2 separate regions of the Sus scrofa genome follow, and region 2 is linked to region 1. The links are chromatin contacts, called in public promoter capture Hi-C maps. All regions are on one chromosome and are shown on one strand. Each heading gives the region's core, a stretch centred on a gene start, on an enhancer-like site or on the middle of the called end of the contact. The rest is flanking DNA. Distances are from core to core; before and after follow the strand shown. Region 1 holds the start of ADRM1 (proteasomal ubiquitin receptor ADRM1). Region 2 holds the start of RPS21 (ribosomal protein S21).

Region 1 (3,275 bases), core at 766-3,265:
CCTGGGCAAGCCCGCCCCCAGGCCCCTGCGCCCAGGTCATACCCTGGACTCCTAAGGTTCCAGGGCAAGCAGCTTCGGTCAGCGAATTCTACCACCCAGGGAGCAACTTTCTAACCTAATTTCACGACAGGAGAAAAAAAGATAAATGCTGACAAAACCCATGTACCTGCATCCAAAAGAAGAGCCGCTTGGAGCCAGCCTTAAACTTGAGGACGTAGACCCTGCCGCTGGGGCACTGCGGCACACGCTTGAACTCGCAGTCATCAGGAAAGATGATCAGATCCTACAGAGAGCAGCAGGGAGGAGAGTCGGCTTCACGGGCACAGCATCGCTGAGCCCCGGAACCTCCGGGAGAACACGCTGGGTCCCGTGTTGAGTGTGGGGGCGTGGGGAGAGGACACGGAGACCACGGGGTCTCTGGGGGGCAGAGGCACCACACGGCGGGCACGAGGGCCAGGAGGGGCTTGGTACTAAACAGAGAAGGGGGGCTTCTGACTCTCGACGGATTTTCAATAGAGACACTTGGGGAAGCAACATTCCAAGATGAGTCAAAAGGCAACTGTGACCTGCTCTCGAACCTAACAAGAAATGATTTGGTCTGAAGAACAAAGAACACCAAATAAAATGACCGCTCGAGAACGCTGTCGAGGATGCGGTAAGTTCAGGACTTTTATACAGTTTCTCCAATTCAAAGCACCTAATTAATCTTCAAGTTTAAAGGACACACAGGCAACGGGAGAATCTATAGACCCCCCGAGGCTAGAACGACCCACAAGCAAAAGAAAATATCTGATAAGGGCACCAGGCCAGGGGCTCCGGGCCTCCCAAGACCTGCCAAAACGGAAACGGCCGCTGTGCCCCTGGGGCACCGGTCCTTCTGTGAAAATCGCCCCGCGCTGACAACCAGGCGGGGGTCGAGATGAGATGGAGGCCACCAGACACTTACGTCTTCCACGTTCCCAGATGTCCTGTCTTTCCAGCAAAAGTGAATGAGGGAGTCATCTGTCTGTTGAATGTACACGAGGCCTTTCCGTTTATCTGGGGTGACAGTAGTTCCTTTTAATGACATCTTTCCTGCCCGAAACTCCACCAAATACTTGTTGGAGGACCCGCGGGAGCCTGGCACCAGGCTTGGAAACAGAGCGCCTGAAGTCGTCATCCTGAAACCGGACCAGCAAGCGGACCCAGTCACTGCCACGGAAACCCTAACTTCCTCCTCAAATGTTCGCTGGCGGCGGAGTGAAAGCCCCTCTCTCTGAACCGCGGGCTGCCACTGTGCTGGGAGCAGGCGGCAGGCCCAAGCCGCCCAGCACCCGCCGCCAAACTCCTCCCGGGTGGACCTGGGCCCGCAGTACCTGAGCCCAGGGAGCCAGGTTCCCTGCTGCTTCTCGTGTTTCTAAGAGAAGGAAATTTACCCCCGCACCTGAACTGCATCACCGCTGCGGACCCTCGTCACCACCACTCTCCGTACTTTTTAAATCTGCAGCTCCGAAGGGTTTAAAACCGTGAGCTGGGCAGACAACCGCTAACACACTGGATAGGAGACAAGGCTGTGGCCTAAAACCGAGTTTCTGCGCGATACGGGCAGGCTCGCTGCCTTAGAAAAAACCCGAGCACCCGGGAGAAGCGCAGCAAGCCCCGCGGCGGCGCTGCATCCTCTGCGGGGTGACCTGGCCATCCCCGCCCGCAGACCCCGCCGCCCGACGCCCTCGGCTGCGCTGCGCGGCGGGCGGGGCGGCGGCTGGGCTGGCCCGGGAGCCGGGCCCCAGAACCCCGGCCCGCGCCGGCCCCTTGCCCCTCAGGCCTCCGCCCCCCGGGCGCCCGCCCGCAGCCGCCGACGGCGCAGACCCCGCCCCCTGCCGCCCCCGTAACCGTCCCCGCCCCCGGCGCCCCCTGTACCTGGTCCGCGCCGAGAGTCGGCCGAGAGGCGCTGTCCGGGATCGCTCTTCCTCCTCGGCGCCTGCCGGGCCCCGCCGGAAGTCCCGCTCGCCCCGCCCCCCCGCCGCTCTCGCCGCCGATTGGGCCCCGTCAGGAGAGGGGCGGGCACTGGCCCGCGGGCGATTGGCCAGAGCGGCCGCCCATTACCCGGCCAGGCCCGCCCCCCCGCCTGCGGCTCCTTCCGGCGGAAGCGCGGGCCGGCGGCGCGCGGGCCAGAGCGGCCCCTATTGTTGCTGTGTCATAGGGGCGCGGCGGCGGCCCCTGGCGGCGGCGCCTGGAACGGCGAGGCGGGCGCGGGCCGGGCGGTGGGCGCTGGCCCCGGGACCGCCGGGCCGCGCCGGGCCGAGCCCCTGCGGGACGCTGGAGGCTCTCTCAGTTTCGCTGTCAGTGCGAGACACCGGGTCCCGAGACGAAGGAGAAGTCGCTAGCTCAAGGGAGAGGATGGCCTAGGACGCGGGGGCCGGGGGCCGGGCGCGAGGGTTTCACATTCCGGGGGCAAGGTGGCAAACTACAGCCCCGAACCCCGTTCCATGGCCTCCACCCATCCTCCTCGATTACAGTGACGACCCGGCTGCCCCCCATCGCCCCCGTACCCCAACAGCAGTGATGGCACAGTCCTCCCCATCCCCCCCAGCACCCCAGACAGCAGCGTTGGCACGGCTGCCCCCTCCCCCTCGTCTGCGGGTGCAGCGTTTCCAGAGGCTGGTGGGCAGTCAGGATGGAGGGAAGGCCAGACTAGATAAACGGAAGGCGCTGCCCTCCCACTACTTTTATTTCCGCTTCATTTACACCCAGTCCTGCAGAGAAATGGAAAAGCGGCCCACGTGCTAGGTGCCCCCAGCCGCACACCCCACCAGCGCCGCCTGCCTCCCGGCGCCAAAGGCAGGGCCGTCCTGAACTGTGTGCCCACTTTCCTGTGTGCTGGGTGATTTTCTCTCTATGTGTATGGAAAACTTGTTTTTAAGCTTTTCATAAAAGGTATAAAGGTGAAAAGTATTCTTTCACTCAATGTTTTTAAGATTTATCCACCTTGACACCTGTGGCTCTAACCCATTCATTTTAACTCCTGTACCCTCTTCTGGTGAGTTCCATACCCCTTGCTTTGTGATCTAAAGAGTCACTAATTTTTTTCTTTGTTTTGGAAAATATGACTGTTTTTCATTTTAAAATTTTATTTGTGATAATAAATGCCTTTGTTATTTTTAAATTAGTTAATATTTATTTTTAATTTATAATAATGGTAAATATCCATAGATTAAAAACCCATATAGACAAAAGCTCTGTGGGGTCCTGGATAATTTTTGAGACTCTCAAGGGTTCCAGAGGTGGGCGGGGGG
Region 2 (3,081 bases), core at 416-2,915, 71 kb before region 1:
TTAAGTTTGCGTGTCCACGTAGTGAGGTTTTCTCGTTCACCAAACCCATCTGTAACCTTCCCCTTTGTGTGCTGCACCCTTTTTAATGATGTCAGGAGCTGCCACTGTGTGGTACTCCAGTGAAGCCAGTATTTAAGGCATTTAACTTCAGCCTAAACTGTCCCCCCCCCGAACCTGCTCAGACATGAGTCCAAGGGCCTTGTGCCGCCCCCTCAGCACCGGGCAGGTGTTGTGGATTTAAATGTGTGCTTAGTGGTCATCTGACCTAAGTCATGTGTCATGGATCTGTTAGCAAAGTCATGTACTTGTGCTTTTAAGTAAAATCTGGTTTTGCAGTATGCTTTTCAGGTGACAGGCCCCTTCCACTCACAGCAGATACCCCAGCCCCGACCCTCAGAGCCCAGAGGAGAGACCACCATCCCTCCCAAGCAGACAGTGAAACAACAGACGGACTTGCACTATTTATTTATGACAAACATTCCACATGTGTGAGCCTCGCCAGTCAGAAGTTCCTAGAAAAGGAAGAAAGATATGAAAATCTGGCTTCTGAAGAAGCCCCCCCCCCAGCCCTCTGTCCACACGCCGACCCTCTTACTTTGAGACAATGCCGTCGGCCTTGGCCAGCCGGAGAATGGAGTCGTCTGACTCTCCCTGGCAAGAAAAGCACCCTGAGACCACTGCCCAGAGGTCCAGCCACACCCCGGCCCAGCCGGACCACAGGAGGCACAGCAGCAGTGGGCAGACACTTGGCAGTGCAGGAGAGGCCCTGGGGATCTGAGGTCAAGGCCCATCTGTGTCTCTTATCAGGATGGCCCTTTCTTGGGACCCCCAAGCACCCCTCTTCCACCCCCCTCCCTCCCCCCGGGAAGGGGCTGGCAGCAGCACAGTCCAGTCCAACAGGCTCTGGCCCGTTCTGTCAACACATCTGCTCAGACCTGAGGACACGCAGGGAGAGACCATTTCCCTGCTCAAAAGGCCAGTGAAAGAGACCAGGGGACACTCACCATCCTGCGAATGGCACCACAGATGGCGTAGGTTTTAAACTGGCCGTTGAACCTGCCTGTCACCTTGTCAACCTGTAAGTCAGGAAGGGGGGTCACGAAGAGGCGCACCCGAACGCCTTTAGCTCCAAGCCCGGGGTTCAGAAGTCAACACGCAGACCAGTCCGGCAGACCTTGCGCCCTCCCCGGCGCAGAGATCCTCCCGACTCACCTCGGCCACGTTCATCTGGATGGACGCGTGGTCCTTGGCGCCGATGATGCGGTTGCTGGCGGAGCTGCGGGGGGCGGGAGGGCAGTGAGCGGGGAGGGGCTCGCTGGGAGCGGTTGGGGGGATTACGGGGCGGTGGGGAGCGCTCACCATTTTCGAGGCACGTATAGGTCCACGAACTCGCCCGCGTCGTTCTGCATGTTGAAGGCACGCCTGCGGGACCCCAAGCGGTGCCGTAAGGAAAGGGCCGCGCGCCCCTTCCCACCCACCCGATCCCCGCGCCATGCCCTTTTCCAGGCCCGACTCCGGTAGCCGCGCGGTCCCCCGGGCCAGGCCCCGACCCCCCCCGCCGTGCCCCCGGCCCGACTCGAACCCCGATCCCCGCGCGGTCCCCCTGCCCAGGCCCCGAGCCCAGCCGCGCGGCCCACCTTGTGTCACCACGATGAGCGCGAGCGCAGAAAGGAAGGGCCGGTTCCCCCGGCAGCACTACTGGCGGACGGGGGCGGGGCCTCGCGAGTACTTCCGGTTCTCCCGCGCTGCCTCGAGTCTGCGCGGAGAGCGGTGCGGGCCGGGCCGACGCACTTCCGCTTCCGGTGGGCGGGAGCCACCGGGCGTCTGCGCTGCGGTCTCGGCCCCCCTGCGGCTCCTGGCCGTCTCGGCTGCGCCCCCAGGCTGGTTGGCGTGCGGGGCTGGCGGCCGGCGCGGGAGTGCTGGGACGGACCGCGCTCGTCTGAACGTGAGAGGTGTAGACCGTGCCGGGGACTCACCCCGGGAAACTAGCCAGGCAACGCGGAGATGGACGCAGGAGGGGCGTCGTGGGTTATAAGAGCAAAGGGTGCGGCGAGCCCCTGCGGTCCTGAGGGAGGCCGGGAGCAGCGGCGGGGCTGCGGCGGGGGACACCCTGGATTAGAAGCCAACCCCTCGGGAAACCAGGACCAAGCTGCGAAGGCGCTTGGCCAAGCCCAGTGGCAGAGCCCCCACAGCCCTTGCCCTGCACCATCGGGCCCCTCCCCAGGACTCTCCCCCACCGCATCACCCCCGCTACACCTCCATGGAGCAGTACTGACGGAGAGGCCCATTCCTGCGGCCAGGAATTTGTTAGTGAAGAAAACGGGAAACTCCTAGAGTGCAGAATTAGTGTCCCAGAGCCCCCTGCCCACATTCCTGGGAGTGTGTGCGCGGCAGCCTGTCCCTTTGGGACTTCATCTCCGATGAAACGGAAGGCCCCTCCCGGATGGACCCCAGGCCACACACGTCTTGTCTCCCGCTGCTGCCACCCTCCCATCCTCCAAGTCTGGTCTCCCCCATCACTTCCGCACCTGAGTCTCGGCTCGCCCAGGTGGGGGCTCTCCCAGGGCGGGCTCTGCTCACCGAGTGGGACTGCACATAGTAGGTGTACGAAGCCAGTGAACGTGCACACGATCCCTATCAGCCTGGCCCCACAGGGCCTTGTCTGAATCATGGCCAACTTCCGTGGAGCTCTGGGCCTGGCGGGGACTGAGGCCACAAGTTCCTTCATACCTGTGTTTGGGTGGGCAGCGTGTCTGCTGTTGCTTCCATGGGACTCCAGCGGCTGGGTATCAGGCGTGAGGTCACCAAGGCCAGCACCTTGTAGAAGGGTCACTCAGTGTCTGTGCCAGCCCCGAGAGAGAGAAAGAGAGAGAGAGGTGTGCTTTGTCCAGGCCCCCCAGCACATGCACAGGTATTACATGTTTATGTTTGTGGCAGGGGTCTGCACAGCTGGCCTACCTGTCCAGCTAGGCCTGGTCTTCAAGAGATTCTGTAGGAGTTACTGCTGTGGCACAGTGGGTTAGGAGTCGACTGCAGTGGCTCAGGTCACCCCCAGCCTATTGCAGTGGGTTAAAGGAGCCG

The links. Promoter capture Hi-C pulls out the DNA fragments that hold promoters and counts their contacts.
Region 2: a promoter capture Hi-C map of liver shows a contact between it and region 1, with 2.4 times the contacts expected there. The contact joins the promoter of RPS21 here to the promoter of ADRM1 in region 1. A contact is called at or near these places in 2 of 5 promoter capture datasets (fetal liver and liver), 2 of 47 Hi-C or Micro-C datasets (heart right ventricle and liver) and 2 of 2 datasets of contacts at active chromatin or transcription factors (alveolar macrophages and skeletal muscle).

Annotation. Positions count from the first base shown.
Region 1 is chr17:61,691,663-61,694,937 of Sscrofa11.1, reverse strand. ADRM1 (proteasomal ubiquitin receptor ADRM1) reads right to left here and starts at 2,015. Exons shown (of 10, transcript XM_021078220.1): 1 at 1,900-2,015; 2 at 947-1,160; 3 at 167-283. The coding sequence starts at 1,159.
Region 2 is chr17:61,762,190-61,765,270 of Sscrofa11.1, reverse strand. RPS21 (ribosomal protein S21) reads right to left here and starts at 1,665. Exons shown (of 6, transcript NM_001097480.2): 1 at 1,638-1,665; 2 at 1,360-1,422; 3 at 1,213-1,276; 4 at 1,005-1,076; 5 at 596-651; 6 at 448-512. The coding sequence starts at 1,409. The coding sequence ends at 503. CABLES2 (CDK5 and ABL1 enzyme substrate 2) reads left to right here. Exons shown (of 10, transcript XM_001924509.4): 10 at 1-338.